2 separate regions of the Salvelinus alpinus genome follow, and region 2 is linked to region 1. The links are chromatin contacts, called in public Hi-C maps. All regions are on one chromosome and are shown on one strand. Each heading gives the region's core, a stretch centred on a gene start, on an enhancer-like site or on the middle of the called end of the contact. The rest is flanking DNA. Distances are from core to core; before and after follow the strand shown. Region 1 holds the start of LOC139545249 (mesoderm induction early response protein 3-like). Region 2 holds the start of plk2b (polo-like kinase 2b (Drosophila)).

Region 1 (3,976 bases), core at 432-2,931:
GCCATCTTGTCCATTTCAAGTCTTTTCACATTGATCGAGACAGGGCTGTCTGTCATGCAGCACTTTGGGGGTGGACACACCTGTCTCAATTAATGAGAGAAGACTTGAAATGGACAAGGTGGCGACGTACACATTGTTCGATTACTTAATGATCAACATTATTTTGATAGCAGAGCATTTTCTCAAATCAAACGGACCCCGTGCAACTGGATGCATCCATTTTACGAGACTCCTGTTTCCACCAATCGCTAATACAAGGTTAGTTCATCTCTGCTGATGTTTTGTATAGTCACACCTGTAACTACCAGTATAATGGTAAAAAAAGTTGGGTTAAATCACATTATCTGGTGTTACAATCTGGAGCTATAGCCAACCGACCTTCTCTAGATCGGCTATCTCTGAGTTGAAGTTTTTCTCGCCCTCAAATGACTCTTCCTCCTCCAAAGTCCTCTCATCGTCATATTCATGAACAAGCATCTCGGCTGACGGATCGAAGTCATGATCTTCCGACGACAAAGAGCCAACTGTGGAGTGAAAACTATTTTAGAATGCAGTTTAAAGGCACGGTTACAAGGACAACCGCAAATAAATTAAGATACTCTTGGCAAAACTGGCAATGCCACTGCTTGTCAATACCATTGGCGCACCCACAGCATAATTAAATGATTTACATAATTTACAATAATTACTTTCTTAATAAATATTTTATACATGTATTTAGCTACATGGTATCAAAACATTAACTGAATATAAAATGGACATGTCATATTCATAATTTCACATTCAAATTCCATAAAAAAAATAATTCCGACATTACCTGGGCTCGAACTCCCGAAGGAAGCCTGTTTAGAAGAACAAAAATATAATAGCACCAATTAAGCAATTTAAAATCTGTGAATATTACTGTTACACGTTCGAAAATCTTTTTTCTTTACAGCAGACATTGTCAATAATATCCAGCAGGATAAATAAATAAACAGAGCTGCATTTTTCCGCAACCTGAAAACACATACCGAACGCACAGCGGTTTATTTAATGTTATAGAATTTGAATATTAAGTAGCAATATGATACCATTTGGATGTGGCACGCAAAATAACATCAAGGCCCCTATATCCAGTTTTGTGTACTGCCAATGCTCTGAAATTAGCGTTAAAGCTAACCTTATTGACAATAAAAAACAATTATTGTTTAGCCTCTGTACACGGTAACCTAAAACTGTGAACAATTCACCAGTTATAGGCGATGTTTTTGTTTTTACACAAGAACCGAAAAACACAATCGCAATTAATTGCAAATCAAGTCTATTTATTTTTCTTCCCACATCAAATTGGCGTTTGAGTCTGCCCAGTAGACGTTAGCAAAGCAGCTGAGAGCGAACAGGCCTTGTCGTGAAGGATCGGTGTATACATTCAAACATATTTTAGAGGGATATTTGCGGCAATTTTGACACAAAACCACAAATATAGAACAAAAACATCTTAATCTATGTAATCGATTACATTTAAATAGAAAGTTAGCAACACACATTTTCTAAACATCGATTTAAAATCTGATGCTTCTCCCCTGTTTTCCCTCTTACCTCCGCCATATTGGTACCTTTAGCTCGTTCCAGCGCAGTACCCGGATAGAGTCTCTGAACCAATCAGAGATCCAGGTAACAGTAGTCGTGACGTCTTTCAAACTAAAGACTGGTAGGCTAACTACAGTCAAAATCTAGCCAGGAATGTTACTGTAAAAATTGACTGGGATAAAAATGTACTGATTGGCAAACGTTCAATTGGTTTGTATTAATTTGAGATCCGTCAGAAACCACTATCCAAGCAGATACTGTTGAATAACTTCTGAAATTACTATTCATAATGTTGAATTTCCTTTTCCTTGAATAGATGAAAATCATGCAATTTACTAAATGTACTACAACTAAATCAGACAATGTCAATTCAGGTAAACCAGTTAACAGGCCATTTCCATAGTCCCTACCCTTTGCAGACCCAAATTACAAAACCAGCAGGGGGCACAGCTGAACTACTATAGATCGAGTCTCTCTCTCAATTCAATTCAATTCAAGGGGCTTTATTGGCATGGGAAACATGTGTTAACATTGCCAAAGCAAGTGAGGTAGATAATATACAAAAGTTAAATGAACAATAAAAATGAACAGTAAACATTACACATACAGAAGTTTCAAAACAATAAAGACATCACAAATGTCATATTGTATATATACAGTGTTGTAACAATGTACAAATGGTTAAAGTACACAAGGGAAAATAAATAAGCATAAATATGGGTTGTATTTACAATGGTGTTTGTTCTTCACTGGTTGCCCTTTTCTTGTGGCAACAGGTCACAAATCTTGCTGCTGTGATGGCACACTGTGGAATTTCACCCAGTAGATATGGGAGTTTATCAAAATTGGATTTGTTTTCGAATTCTTTGTGGGTCTGTGTGATCTGAGGGAAATGTGTGTCTCTAATATGAACATACATCTGGAAGGTGGTCAGGAAGTGCAGCTCAGTTTCCACCTCATTTTGTGGGCAGTGTGCACATAGCCTGTCTTCTCTTGAGAGCCAGGTCTACTTTTGGAGGCTTTTCTCAGTAGGAATGCTATGCTCACTGAGTCGTTCCTTAATTTTGGGTCAGACCCGGTGGTCAGGTATTCTGCCACTGTGTACTCTCTGTTTAGGGACAAATAGCATTCTAGTTTGCTCGTTTTTTTTGTTAATTCTTTCCAATGTGTCAAGTAATTATCTTTCTTTTTTCTCATGATTTGGTTGGATCTCTCTGTAGGTGATGGCTTTGTTAAGGATGGTTTGGGAATCGCTTCCTTTTCGGTGGCTGTAGAATTGAATGGCTCTTTTCTGGATTTTGATAATAAAAGGGTATCGGTCTAATTTTATTCTGCATGCATTATTTGGTGTTTTACGTTGTACACTGATGTTTTTGCAGGATTCTGCATGCAGAGTCTCAATTTGGTGTTTGTCCCATTTTGTGAATTCTTGGTTGGTGAGCGGACCGCAGACCTCACAACTATAAAGGGCAATGGGTTCTGATTCAAGGATTTTTTAGCCAGATCCTAATTGGGATCTCAAATTTTGTGTTCCTTTTGATAGTGTAGAAGGCCCTTCTTGCCTTGTCTCTTAGATTGTTCACACCATTATGGAAGTTACCTGTGGTGCTGATGTTTAGGGCTACCGACGTTAAGGGCTACCGACGTTAAGGCTAATCTGAAGATGGTGCTGGCTAAAGCTAAAACTGGCGAGTGTAGAGAGTATAGGAATATTGTTATCCACGTCGGCACCAACGATGTTAGGATGAAACAGTCAGAGTTCACCAAGCGCAACATAGCTTCAGCGTGTAAATCAGCTAGAAAGATGTCGGCATTGAGTAATTGTCTCTGGCCCCCTCCCAGTTAGGGGGAGTGATGAGCTCTACAGCAGTCTCACAACTCAATCGCTGGTTGAAAACTGTTTTCTGCCCCTCCCAAAAAATAGAATTTGTAGATAATTGTCCCTCTTTCTGGGACTCACCCACAAACAGGACCAAGCCTGGCCTGTTGAGGAGTGACGGACTCCATCCTAGCTGGAGGGGTGCTCTCATCTTATCTACGAACATAGACAGGACTCTAACTCCCCTAGCTCCACAATGAAATAGAGTGCAGGCCAGGCAGCAGGCTGTTAGCCAGCCTGCCAGCTTAGTGGAGTCTGCCACTAGCACAGTCAGTGTAGTCAGCTCAGCTATCCCCATTGAGACCGTGTCTGTGCCTCGACCTAGGTTGGGCAAAACTAAACATGGCGGTGTTTGCCTTAGCAATCTCACTGGAATAAAGACCTCCTCCATTCCTGCCATTATTGAAAGAGATTGTGATACCTCACATCTCAATATAGGGCTACTTAATGTTAGATCCCTCACTTCCAAGGCAGTTATAGTCAATTAACTAATCACTGATCATAATCTTGATGTGATTGGCCTGA
Region 2 (3,960 bases), core at 279-2,778, 160 kb after region 1:
TACAGAGCAGTCTATTGACAAAAAACTCTAAATAAAATAGAATGTACTCACATGACACAACCCAGGGCCCAGACGTCTGATTCACAGCCGTGGCCCTGCTTGTTGAGCACCTCAGGGGACAGGTAGTTGGGTGTCCCACAGATGGTCTTCCTCCTGTTACCAGCAGGCTCTAGCTTGGCAGCCAGCCCAAAGTCTCCCACCTTCAGCTCCATCGACTCACTCACAAAGAAGTTACCTAGGAGGGGAGAAGACGATTACAAATATTATACCATTTACTGAGTCATCAATAACATAAATTGGTTGGTTTACAGATTGACAGGTGAAGGTTGCAGGTTTGAATCCCTCTGCACAGTGCTTGGCAAAGCCAATTGAATGATAATGACTCTGGCTTCTATTGTGTCTCTTGCCATAGATGCTTACCAAGTTTGAGGTCTCTGTGTAGGATATCTTGTTCATGCAGGTACTTCAGCCCTGAGACGATCTGACGGAGGTAGTATCGCACTTCAGGCTCTGTGAGCACTTTGCGTGCCTTCAGGATATGTGCCAAAGACTGTACAAAGATAACATGGGAATAAATATTAGATCAGTCAAGGCAGTCTATGGAAAATAAGAACATCTCTTTCACATTAGCCAGAGATGGTATTATTTTTTGTTTCCCCATTTTATGTCTGCTGCCCAGTAAGGGCTGTAGTTTTGAGGTGCTGCTACTGTATGCAGGAATTTCTCAGTCCAGTTCAGTAATAAAGGCTTAGTATTCAAGTGTAGCAGTTAACACTCACTCTTCTACTGCAGTATTCCAGGAGGATGTAGATGTTATCTTTATCCTCGAAATGATGGTAAAAGTGCACGATGTGTTTATGGTGGAGAACTCTGTGTAGCTCGATTTCCCTATCAATCTATGGAGAAGATATATCATAGTGATTATTAAAAGCAATTAATTAACCAAAAGTCCTGGACATTCAGTTTCAATCTATATAGACATTATAATACATGATGAATAGTGGTGCGCGCTCTTACCTTTTCCCGTTGGTGCGGTTTGGAGACGCGCGTGTGGGGAATAATTTTCGCTGCATAAACTTTACTCGTGGACAGGTCGGTCATCTCATAGCACTTGGCGAAACCTCCCTGAAAATAAAATAACACAATCATATTGATAAGCATATTTACCAGGTTCCTTTAAAGTGTCCATGCTTTGGAATAACAGTGTACTATTCCCAAAGTAGACAGTTATAAAGAACAGTTTATCTTTGCGTAATTTGCGTGTTTCTGTAATTCACTGATGGCTACCTTTCCCAGAACTTTCCCACGGCAGTAACATTTCCCGGTGGCAGGATCCGTGATAATCTTCGACATCTCTGCAGGTGCATGACCGTGGTCCTCAGTTCTCTTTCTCCGCAGTTCACAGGAACCGGGTTGGTTGGGCTCGTACATCCTGTTGCTATTCGTCGGCTGTTGAGAGATATTCCTCAGTAATTCCATAGTGAGGTGATGACTTCGTTGCTCGTACTCTGAATGCAGTCAAGAGTGCTTGGGTTTATATGCAGCCTGGTCTCATTGACTAGCCAGAATGACATCGTAGGCCCCGCCCCTTTGTCTGGCTGGCTCTACGACGTCACTCTAGAGGTCAGGTAGAGCTCCCTCACAGTCAGGACTGGCATGTCAATGACTGGTGTTTATATGCTAACGATAAAGGAAAAGGCTTGGATAAAATGAAAAATATTTACCCAATCTTGCAATGCTAAATATTAATAATCATCATCATTATAATCTTCATCATTACCATTACATCATCATCAACACCATATACTCAGTGTTAAGGTGTTTATATACCACACTTATATCAAGCACAAGCAAAATCTTGATAACAACTAATCAAATCTGATAGTTGGGTGAATCAGTGATGAAAACCAAATGGTTAAATCATGTGTTCTGTATGTACAGTATTAATCAATCAATCAATCAATCAATCAAATGTATTTATATTACCCTTTTTACATCAGCCAATGTCACAAGTGCTATACAGAAACCCAGCCTAAAACCCCAAACAGCAAGCAATGCAGAAGTTTATTTATTTATTTAACTAGGCAAGTCAGTTAAGAACAAATTCTTATTTACAATGACCGCCTAGGAACGGTGTTCAGGGGCAGAACAACAGATATTTACCTTGTCAGCTTGGGGATTCGATCTAGCAACCTTTCTGTTACTGGCCCAACACTCTAACCACAAGGCTACCTGTTGCACCATGTAGAAGCATGGGGGCTAGGAAAAACACCCTAGAAAGGCAGGAACCTAGGAAGAAACCTAGAAAGGAACCAGGCTCTGAGGGGTGGCCAGTCCTCTTCTGGCTGTGCCGGGTTGAGATTATAACAGTACATGGCAAAGATCTTCAAATGTTCATAGATTACCAGCAGGGTCAAATAATAATAATAATCACAGTGGTTGTAGAGGGTGCAACAGGTCAGCACCTCAGGAGTAAATGTCAGTTGGCTTTTCATAGCCGAGCATTCAGAGTTAGAAACAGCAGTATGTGTTGTAAAATCATATACATTGCTACAGCACATATAAATTCTACAAAATTGTGAGTGTAAATTAATACAACTGTGGCTTTCTGCCACTCTGATTTTAATTTGAGGTTCTAGCACCATCAGGTGGTTATTTTACAGTCCTCCAGGTTGGAATACAGTTTTACGATCTGCCAGTATGTCAGAGCAGATTACCATAGTTCCTGGGCACAGCCATGGGTACTCTGTGGTGTACAGCAGAGCCCTCTGCAGGCTTTAGATCTGTGGGTTATGATCACATTGACCCAGGCTCCCAGTGGAGACCGTGTGCCGCCTTGATTTCCAAATGGCACCCTATTCCCTACATAACACACTACTTTTGACAAGATACCGATGGGCCCTGGTAAAAAGTAATGCACTATATAAGAAATAGGGTGCCATTTGGGATGTACAACCTTCCCACCTCCTGTGTGACTGCTTCTGTCTGCTGACTAAGGGGGAGACATGCACAACAGGAGTTGGCTTAAGAATTTGCCCGTGCTTCCCTCACTGGTCTACTACTGTTCCTCTGCTCTCTCCTGCCTGCTTGGCATGTGGAAAGACAATACAATTAACGTGCCTTTTTAGTTAGAGGGGATGATATGATATGAAGTCAGACAAATGCTGTGCTCTCTACTGTATGTCCTGCTCTAATCTCTATATCATTGCGCACTGGCCAGTGCAGTGATCAGCTTGGATAACTAATGCTCTTCTAGCTTTTTCCATAGTAGCCTCCTGTAACTCAGTGGAAGTGAAAATGACTAGGCCAACAGAATGGACATTTTATAACACAATAACCCAGCTGGGAACAAAAAACATTGTCAACATCATCCAGAAAATAGAATTGTATTAATTTCTCTCAGTTTGCAACCTTACTTTCACACCACAGTGGGAAAGACTAATTTACATAATTACTTCAAATGCTCTGCATATTTGTTCTCACAGGACATACAGTATCTGGCACCTGGTTTAATTACAGTGTAAGGACATGTTTATAATTCCCTTCCTTTACATGTGACCAATGAAGCTTGGCACACACCTCACCCTTCATATATTGTTCAATAAATCAACAAACTGCTCTTGCTAGTATTACAATGTGTGGATGAAGCTCTTAATTTGGCATTAGTGAAAACACGAGATGAACTGCTACAAAAAAGACCCACTAAAGCTAAAGAACACTCTGTAATGTTCACCTCCACATATACTTTGAACTCGCGCAAAGTGGGAGATGCTGTCAAGAAACACGGGCATGTTTTATGATCAGACCCAGCTTTGCCAACTGAATTTAAGAATCCACGATTTATTGTATATAGGAGGTAGCAATTTACACGAGAAATTGGTCCATGCCAACTGCCAGCCACAAAAGAAAATGAGCCGGGCTCTTTAACGCCCTCTTCCGAATGGTAACTATAAATGCAGA

Evidence for each region. A called contact is a pair of places that touch in the nucleus more often than the background predicts.
Region 2: a Hi-C map of muscle shows a contact between it and region 1, with 13 times the contacts expected there. The contact joins the promoter of plk2b here to the promoter of LOC139545249 in region 1. A contact is called at or near these places in 3 of 3 Hi-C or Micro-C datasets (liver, muscle and red muscle).

Annotation. Positions count from the first base shown.
Region 1 is chr19:29,041,045-29,045,020 of SLU_Salpinus.1, forward strand. LOC139545249 (mesoderm induction early response protein 3-like) reads right to left here and starts at 1,682. Exons shown (of 13, transcript XM_071352829.1): 1 at 1,582-1,682; 2 at 818-842; 3 at 379-524. The coding sequence starts at 1,590.
Region 2 is chr19:29,203,774-29,207,733 of SLU_Salpinus.1, forward strand. plk2b (polo-like kinase 2b (Drosophila)) reads right to left here and starts at 1,529. Exons shown (of 13, transcript XM_071352836.1): 1 at 1,288-1,529; 2 at 1,018-1,125; 3 at 780-896; 4 at 421-550; 5 at 52-235. The coding sequence starts at 1,479.